Linked DNA regions of Hordeum vulgare: region 1 is linked to region 2. Evidence: chromatin contacts called from public Hi-C data. All regions are on one chromosome and are shown on one strand. The core of a region is the stretch at or near the end of the contact, and the rest is flanking DNA. Distances in the headings are between cores, read along the strand shown.

The links. A called contact is a pair of places that touch in the nucleus more often than the background predicts.
Region 1: a contact with region 2 is called in a Hi-C map of leaf, with 4 times the contacts expected there. The contact joins the promoter of LOC123427556 here to the promoter of LOC123427513 in region 2. A contact is called at or near these places in 2 of 6 Hi-C or Micro-C datasets (leaf and seedling).

Annotation. Positions count from the first base shown.
Region 1 is chr1H:151,400,603-151,405,550 of MorexV3_pseudomolecules_assembly, forward strand. It overlaps LOC123427556 (IQ domain-containing protein IQM1-like), which reads right to left and starts at 2,296. Exons shown (of 10, transcript XM_045111638.1): 1 at 2,176-2,296; 2 at 1,330-1,730; 3 at 1,124-1,238; 4 at 961-1,026; 5 at 748-836; 6 at 545-632; 7 at 301-438; 8 at 91-183. The coding sequence starts at 1,646. It overlaps LOC123427522 (diacylglycerol O-acyltransferase 1-1-like), which reads left to right. Exons shown (of 18, transcript XM_045111603.1): 18 at 4,825-4,948.
Region 2 is chr1H:150,501,712-150,506,372 of MorexV3_pseudomolecules_assembly, forward strand. It overlaps LOC123427513 (60S ribosomal protein L11-like), which reads right to left and starts at 2,868. Exons shown (of 5, transcript XM_045111585.1): 1 at 2,762-2,868; 2 at 2,571-2,678; 3 at 2,291-2,333; 4 at 1,999-2,194; 5 at 780-1,140. The coding sequence starts at 2,764. The coding sequence ends at 948.

The DNA of each region.
Region 1 (4,948 bases), core at 1,046-3,545, 900 kb after region 2:
TAGTACTCCCTCTGTATACCTAAATAATTGCAGTTGGGGTACAATTATTTAGGTACAGAGGGAGTATTTCTTATGGTTACATGAACATACCTTGAGAATTCCATCTTTGACCACCAATCGTCCAGCACATGTTATGGCTCCACCAGCTAGGAAACTGGAATGCTGAAACGATCCTTTCTTCTTCTGCACATTGTGAAGGCCAAAACCGAAGAAAACGTCAGAATCAACGCAGCGAATTGTATCTTTGACTACAAATTGTGTACATACGGGAGGTGGTGTGTAGAGAAAAAGAGCATTTACCTGGCCAACATAGAATGCCTTTGTGGTGCTGAGGACAAAAATCCACTTGGAGTCATCCGAAGTCTGCACAAGAACCCCAGTTTGTTTGAAGATAAGTTTGCCACCCTCAATAGCGACTTCATAGTGTTGCCTCTCTTGCTGTTATTGAGAAGGTGAGAAAAAGAGGATCAGATGGTATTCTCAATTATTCAACATTGTGAATTACAGTATCTCTTGATATCACTTAGATTGATGCGGTACGTACTGGTCCAAGGTACTTGACGCACTGCCCCTGAAGTTTAGTCCTAGGGCAATTCTCAAGATTTATTTCTTTGCCCTCCCCAATGTCTAACCTGTTGACCATGTTAAACAGTTAGCATATTATATTGTTCTAGTACTAGGTTCCCAAATTTGCGCGAATTTAAAGCCTAGACAGTAGGTACTGTATATTAAGCTCAGCTTACTTACCAATAGAAAAAGGGCTCCGTACTCTCACTCCTGGACCAGACATCATAATAGATATGCAAATTGTGCCCATATCGATGCCTTGGGTCAATCTGTCCGAAGGCATAAAATGGCAACATTAGTAGTAATAAACAATCTGCAACAATCTCAGTGGACAGTAGGACACTACCTACTGATCTTAGTTTAGTGCTAGAGTTTAAGTAGCATGTGACTTACAGCTTCGAGCCAGTGCTGCAATGCCAGCTTCTGAGCCTTCCCATTCTTAGATAACCCCTTGCCAACCTAAACCAACGAAAAAGATCGCGTCATTCAACTGCAAGTTTGATCAAAATACAAGGCACCAGGTAGACGGTTTGATGAATCAATGAATGTTAGTCACCTTAGCGGCTCTTGTCCTTGCCCTCGCCCACCGCGACGCCGCCGTTTCGGGCTTTCCGCCGTTGAAGAACGATATCGAGCTGTGCTTCAGTGATGCAAAGTCCAGTGCTTTCCACCTGCGATAAGAATCAAAACTTCTATAACTTTCTGAATGTTAACTAGCTGTCCCAGTGCTCAAGGTCAAGGACCGAAGAAACTGATACATACCATAGCTCCTCTACGACGACTGCGCAGTCGGCGAGGTTTCGCCTGGTCCGGTAACTCTTGTAAACCTTTTGAAGTTTGACGGCTGCAGCATCAAGCTCACATTTGGGGCTGGACGATACATTGGGGCTCGATGCGTCAGAGTTGCGTCGGTCTTGGATGCCATTTATCAGGCTCTGTTTGCTCTTATTCTGAACTGAACCTGTGGATTTCTCTCCTCCTTGCCACTGTTTGAAGCTCACAGAGCGCACCAGTGTGGCCTTGGAGAAGAGATGTTTCTTGTTCCGTTCATCCCGAGGAGAGGGGATTTTGTTCACCATGTCGGTTTTGTGTGTCCTCGGACTGGAGATCTCCGTGCCAACAACTTCAGACCGCGCGCGACGGTACAATCCAATAAACTGAACCTTCTCCTCAAAAATTGGGAGAATCTGAATTAGTTTCATGTGAAACGGTGATTTTGAGCAACTTGGAAGAGAACTGAAAAGAACAAATCTGCTCTTGTGACATGGTCAACGGTCAGACAAGAATAAAGCACTAACAACAACCAGCTACCAGCCGGCTGAAATGACCCCAGACTTTCAGGATCTCCACAGCAACAACAAGATGAGTTCATAAGTGCATTCGTGACCTAAACGAACTGAGACCAATACTTGAGCTCTTGAATCCATCTTTAGAACAAAACCAACTAGACTTCAAGTGGCAAAACACCTATAGAACTCACAGTCAAAATAAATAATCCTGCCACGGAACCTCATGTTGGACCGATTCCAGTCCCCAGCAAGAACACGAACCAAGAAGAGGACCGGGTCAACTTCTAAGCAATCAAAGCAAGAACTCCATGATCCTCACCTGTGGTCTCGGCGCAGCAACCCAAGAACTGGAGTCTTCCCCGGAGGCGACAGGAATCGCGGAAGGCGTCGAGGGGTGGGAGAGAAATCTTATATGTGGTAATCCGTCGAATGTCGATGTGCACCGTACCTCAGGGGAGCTTACGCTCCCTCTTATATATATGTACCGAAACCTTGGACTGGCCCCAGAGACGTCAGTTTTGTATTCGAGGGTTCATGGCTGGGCAATTTTGTTGCCCAAGCAAGCTAAGACTTCGGTCACTGCTGAAGTATGCACAAGAGGCTGCTGGCTTTCAACTCGCTGGACGTTCTTTCAGTTTACACCCTGCCATACGTCTCTTCTCCAGACAGGTCCTGAGCGGTCATCCTTTTTATTGGGTTGGTCTTGGTCGTCTGTGTGTGGTTGGGGGGAGGGGGGCGTTATGTCTTCCTTCCTGAAGGCCCTACGTTGTCCAAACTATGTTTCTTATGAGCAGTGCTATAGTACTAGGTAAGATAGCTTTCCTTCGGATTTTTGAAGGATGGATCAAATCATCGATTCGGTCGCATCATTTTGTAAATCAGCACCATTCATAGTACGCATCGTACAAATTTCGTACGTGCACTGTCATGTGCAGAGTAGTTTCGTTTTTTTTCATTTGTGTTTCTAAAGGTAAATTCTTATTTGTATATTTTACATGTAGTTTTGTAGGATATTTTAACAAAATGTGAAACTTATACCTTGACAAAAATGACACATTCTATGGCACGATCATCCTTCAAGCATTCATAGGTCTTCTTAGCCCTACGGAACCTTGACAACTTAGCTTGTAACCCATGTCATGAGAAGATTGTATGTATATGAAAATAGGGATGCCTGTTTATAAATGTGTTAGGCTTTCTTATGGAAAAGGCCCATGTATTAACCGCTGGATATAAATTAGGATCCTTATGCTTACTTATGCTTACATGTCCAACGAAAAAGGGATATATTAAACATTAAGATGGCTTCGGTCCAGTTTGTGAATAATGAATTTCTAAAAGGGTTGGACGCACTTTGCTGCGATGTTGATGTTTTTTGGATTCCTATAATTTTTGTACTCAATCTATTTTAAAATGTAAGGTGTATTGATTTTTTGAAAAGTCGAACCTCTTTAAATTTGCTTACATTTTTGTTGAAATATCTCAGTATCCATAATATCAAATTGGATTCTTAGATTCATCATGAAATGAATTTTCATATTTTATTATTGGCTAACTTCCAGTCGACCGGAAGTTAGGGACAAATCCGCACAACTCGTTCCTACATGATTGCTCTCATCCCATGCTCGCTTGCACTGATTTTTTTCCTTCTCTCAAAAACCGTAGTGAATCGCTAGTGGATTTTTCTGGTTTTTCGCTGCATAACATGCAATAATTATTGAACCTAATAACCAACTAAGCCACCTTTTGATATCTATTGTAGATAAGCAATGTTATTTGAACCTTTTTTTTATTTCTTTCATATCAGAAAAAATAATAAAGATTGGCTTGATAACTTTGGCATGACGAACGTGATAAATATAGTATGAGTAACATAATAACTATACCATGATAAGATTGATAACTACAGTACGAGAAGGTTAAAGCATGTGGCAGTATGATAATTTAACACAAAAAATACCGGTTACATGTTTCAAAACCTTTTTCCCCTTGGATGAAAGATACCATGGTGTTTAAACGTAAGATATTAGGTCTGTGATGCATAAAATTGTCATAAATTTACATGAAAGTTATCGGAGGAGTTATATTTCAATGTTTTTTTTCCTTGAAATCAAAGTTAACATGGTGGTTGAACATAAGTTATGAGGTCCTCGGTGCATAAATGACCATACTATTTATATAGAAATTACCAGGGCATGTTTCAGTAACATTTTTCTCATGGGTAAAAAAGTTATCAATGTGTTTTATGTAAGTTATCGGATGTCTGGTGCGTAAATTATCATGCTATTTGCACTAGGTTATCAGGGGATATTTTAATAACTTTTTGCCCAAGATGAAAAGTTATGAGTGTGTTTGTATGTAAATTGTGAGGTTAGTTGTACGTAAGTTATCATCTTATTTACACAGAAGTTACCGGGGTATATTTCAACAACCTTTTCACCTCGGATGGTAAAAAAAGGTATTTTATTTGAACTTGTTTGGAGCCAAGTAGTGGGTGGGTTGGCTAGTGTCTTAAGATCTCAATATTGAAGTCTCAAGTTCAATTTCAGCTTTAACATGATTTTTAGGCTATAAAACTACAAGTATGGAAACTGGTAGCACCGAGATCTGTTTTCAACATCTTTTTCTCCTAATCAAAAAGTTATCACGGTGTTTGTGTGTTAGCTATCAGATTTTTGATGTGTATATCACCATGCTACTAACATAGAAGTTATCGCGGGTATGTCTTCAACAATTTTTTTTCACGTAAGTCATCGTGGTGTTTGTACATAAGTATCATGTCTATGGTGCTTATAATGAACTGATATTTGCACAAAATTTGATGGGGTTATGTTTTCAACAACCTTTTTTCCCGGGTTAAAATGTTCATGACGTTTGTGACTAAGTTATCAGATCCGTGATGTGTATATTATCATGCTATTTATATAGAACTTATCACGGATGCATCTTTAACAACTTTTTTCCTCAGGTAGAAGTTGTCGTGGTGTTTGTACCAAAGTTTAAGGTCTACTGGGCGTACAATGCACCGATATTTGCACAAAAGTTTACCGAGGTTGTGTTTTCAACAACTTATTTTTCTGGGTCAAAGTTAT
Region 2 (4,661 bases), core at 1,618-4,117:
TTTTATTGGATCGACCCTTCCTAACAAGGTTTAACTATACTTGGTCCTCCTTATCCTAATTTTCTGGCTCCGCCCCTGACTGTGCCGTCCCGGGCCTCGTGGGAGAAGCCGCTCCGACGACGACTCCTGATTAAGCCGGTCGAGCTGCTGGTACGTGCCACACCCAAGCCCAAGGATGCACGCCGTGTGCTCCTGGCACCACGCGCTCCCATGATGCCGTGCTGCGCCATGGCTTCCAGCAACGCCTTCAGGGCTTTCGTCGAATTGGGTCTGTCGGACGAATGCTACGGCAACGCGGCGTTCTGCGCGGCCGGCAGCATGACGAGACTCCTAACGCGACAGGCACTACAAAGGCAAAGCCGGAACGCATCATGACAAGACTCCTAACGCGGCCACAGAGCAGGGCTGTAGAGCAAGACGCAGCAGAGACTCCTAACGAGGCCACAGAGCAGGGCTGTAGAGCAAGATCACGACAGACAATGTATGGCACGGCAGTAGTGCTGCACACTTGCTGGTCGGAGGAGAGAAGATGAATATGACAGATGGACCCATATAGTCAGTCAGCGAGAATAGAGAGTGATCTCTGCCAGGATTGTTACTTTCCTGACGTGTCAAACATGTATAAACTGATCCAAGGTTTAGATAAGAGCGGCATTAGTAAATACAGGGTGTCAATTTCAGGGATTGAAAGGTTAGGGTTCATTCTCGACGGACGGTATGAATTCAGGGTTTAAAACAAACTTCACTCATAGCAGAAAATAAGTTGATGAAATGTTCAATTTCAAATATGAAACATGAAAAGATTTGATGGAATTATAGATGCATGTCAGCCCAACAGATGAGGCAAAATTGATAGTGCAACTTTGTATCCAATAAACATACGATTCCATGATCCAGAAGGAGGACTGACTTAGGCTCTAACAACAACTTAATCAGTCCAAAGGATACTAGCTAGCATGGGACTTGTTCAGGATGACACCCTCATACTTGACCTGGAACCACTTCATGGCATCTTCCTTGGTCACCCTTTGGTGGATCCCAACACGGGCCTTGCATCGGCGCCGGCGGGAGACACGGTATCCAGCACGCTCCAGAACGACAAAGAAGTCCATACCATAGATACCAGTTGACGGGTCATACCTGACAGAATTAAAACAGTAAGCTTTTAGTATGTAAGCAATAGGATATCAATATTTGCATGCAACCCACAGCTCAGAGGAACGTAAAACACTTTTCAAGAACAAGGTTACAACTAACAAGTTCAGACATATAAATACATAAAAAGTATGTCAACTGATCAAACTTAATGGACAACATACAGGTATAACTGATAGTACCAACAAGGCATTATTGATTCTTTACTTGGGAAAGAGAAATGATATCAGACCTTTTTGAACTAAAGCACAAAATATCAATTGCAGCAACAAACACTAGCATGTACAAAGGGAGGAACTCCAACAGTGTAAAACTTAAGGAGGTACACTAATTGGTAAAATAAGAACAATCATTAAACAATTGGATTCTCTGCTTAAAAGGTGCAATCATTAAACAGATGAGAGTTTTTTATGGAAATTTTCAACTCAGAAACACATTGGGAACAACTGGATCCATCACAGCAAAATAATTTCAGACTGGAGCAACACCTACTCAAGGAACTTCCAAGAACAAACAAATATAAAGTGCAGCAATAGAAAAACATACTAAAAGTATTTATCATGATTATGCATTTCAAACTTTACAAGCATGTGCATGGCAAAATCCTTCTGATGATAAAAGTTAACCATTTTCCGTTAAGATTACTACAACATGCACATAAGGAAACCCCTGTGATAACTCCACAACGATTTTTAATAGAAGAATACATCAGACAAGAAACTTTATGTTGAAAATATCACAGCTTACAATAAAGTGATATAAGTGAACCAAAATTATAGTCCTACCTATATAATTCGCATATATAAAATGCAGCCAGAACTAAGTACAGGAAGATTATCTTACTTCATGCCAAGATCAATGTGCTCCTGAATACCAAACCCAAAGCAACCAGTGTCACTGAAGTTCCTCCTCAGGAGCTCGTACTCCTTCACCTTCAGCCCACTCTCGAGAAGCTGCATTGCCTTCTCACCCCTGATTGTCACATAGCAGGCAATCTTCTCATTACGACGAATGCCGAAAGACCTGACAGTGTACCTCGCTGCAAAGATAAAACCGCCATGACCATAAGCACCCCTGGGTGTTGAAACCAGACAAGAATTGTCGAGCAAACTTTAGATCGTGGACAATATCTTACCCTTGGAGAAAACTGGCGACTGCCCGCTCAGCTGCTCCAACACCTGATGAGTAAATTCGTATAAATTAGACTCGCGTCTCAAAAAAAAATGTGCAAGCACACATAAGATGAACAACGTAGAGCACTTCGGGATAAATTTCATTTGGAGTGGATTGCGAAATTGTAGATCTATGACCATACGCACTGAAACAATATCAGATACAGCGAAGGATTTTAATTGTTCTTTTGTCGAGGAGACCGTGTTGCGTGACGGGATTGATGGGTCGGGGATCTATGATACCTTGGCAGCGCGAGTGAGGCGATCGCCGCTCTCGCCGACGGAGATGTTGAGGACGAGCTTCTGCACCTTGATCTCCCGCATGGTGTTCAACTGTTTCTTTTCAGTCGACTGCGAGGGACAAACGCGTAAGAACAAAGGGACACGCAAGAAATGGCGAGCGTTGGCATCGCGGCAGGAGTAGGAGAGCTCACCATGATGATCTGACCGGGGAGGCCGCCGGTGGAGAGGAAGCGGACGATGGGAGGGTTTTGGTTCTGGGTGTGGCTGCGGCGGCGGAAACCCTAGAAATCTCCCGGGTCTTATATAGGGGGGGCGCTGGAGGTTGCCGAGCGACGATTTCGCGGAATGGCGTGGGGGGCTTGGAGTGGTCCGATCAATGGATGGACGGCTAGGATATTCAGCTCGGCTTGTGCTTTCTTACTAGCTGGGCTGTTGAGGTTCTCCGGCCCAGCCGGATGGCTAGCTGGACCGGACTCCCGGCCATATTCAATCCAACCAATCTACATTCTAGAGGCCCCTGAAAAAAATACATTTTAGAGTTTCTTACAAAAAAAAAAACTTAGAGCAATGTTTCTCTTCAAAAGATAAATCTAGAACATGAGAGTTTTACTCCAAATACAATGTCGGACCTCTACAAAAATGCAACTTTATCCCTTTGGGCAACAATCTTTTCACTATTTTTATAGGCCATGGTCTACGATAATCGTCTTATGTGTGTCGGACAGAGTCAACTTCTTGAGTTTTGTTATCGGTTTTGCTTTCTCTCCGGGTTTGATTGGGTTGACAAAGAAGTTAACCGATAAGGGGTTTAACAGACCCTAGCTTTCCATAGAAGTCTAGATTGAATTTCGACTTTCCTCCATGTCATGTCCGGTATGTACCTTCTAGCTAAAATATCAAAAAAAATACATCATAAACGTATCATTTTTATAAGAGAATTAAATTGTATTGCGAGTGATACGATAGGGCTAAAACTCGATGTTATACAATCACTGGTGACCACTCATAGTAGCTTTGATCTCCTTCACTCAAGTGTTTTTCGATAGTCTGTACTCATCAAGAACTTGATTCACCAACGTACACTCATTATTTGCAGTTGTGTGTTAGTGAAACTAGGGCATTTTGTTGTTCCTAGAGGCTCCACCAAATTAACATTGCAAGAAAGTCAAAGTTCCCTCACGACATCCTCTTGCAAGTTCTTCTTATTAAGATCTCTGTGATAAAAGGCAGTTTTATGCACGCTTAGGTGCTAAGCAACAAAGATGCGTGTCTAGGGTCATGCTAGGGTTGTAAACATGGTCAAGTTGAGGCAAGCAGGAAATATGTCATTCCATATGAGATCATGTCATATTGCGGTAACTGACAATATGAGTGTTGGTAGTTTATTAATTTACATGCTTTAAATTAATGTATATACACATATAATATTCAAGGTGCATACATGATAGTCATAACTATATGACTGCATGTGTTGCGATGTATGGGTCGTTCTGTAATGATTTTCACAAATTAGAGGGGGCATGAGGAAGAGCATGAAGGAGAAGGACAACAAGATGAAACACAAAGATAGCTAGTGTAGCATACTTGTTGAAGCACACTAGGCAAATGCCCGAGCGTTGCAACGAGACTTTATATAAAAATAATAATGAGGTAAACTTTACTTTATGTATTCGGAACATTTGCAGCTACGTGAGCTGCAAGGATATCCTTCACAAATGTGTTTCTTTGAATGATTTTCATAGCACACAAGGATTTAGGTTAAACTTCAATATATGTAATATTTAAAGAATGGTGGAGTAAATCATGTTGGGGGATGATCTTCAATAAAAATGTTGAGGTACCATGACTTAAAGTGGTCTAAAACTCTAAATGCAACACCCCTTCACGTGCATGGTGTGACATTAAAAAGAAAAAAATGTCATGATACAAAATATTTAAATTGACATGTTATGTGTTTTATTTGTCTAAAACCAAAAGTCACACAAAATAAAAATGATGTGATTCAGAATTAAGAATGTCATGCCAATAAAAATAAATTTAGCTCGCTAAAAGATAAAAAGAATGCCACGTTCTTAACAATAAAATTGCATG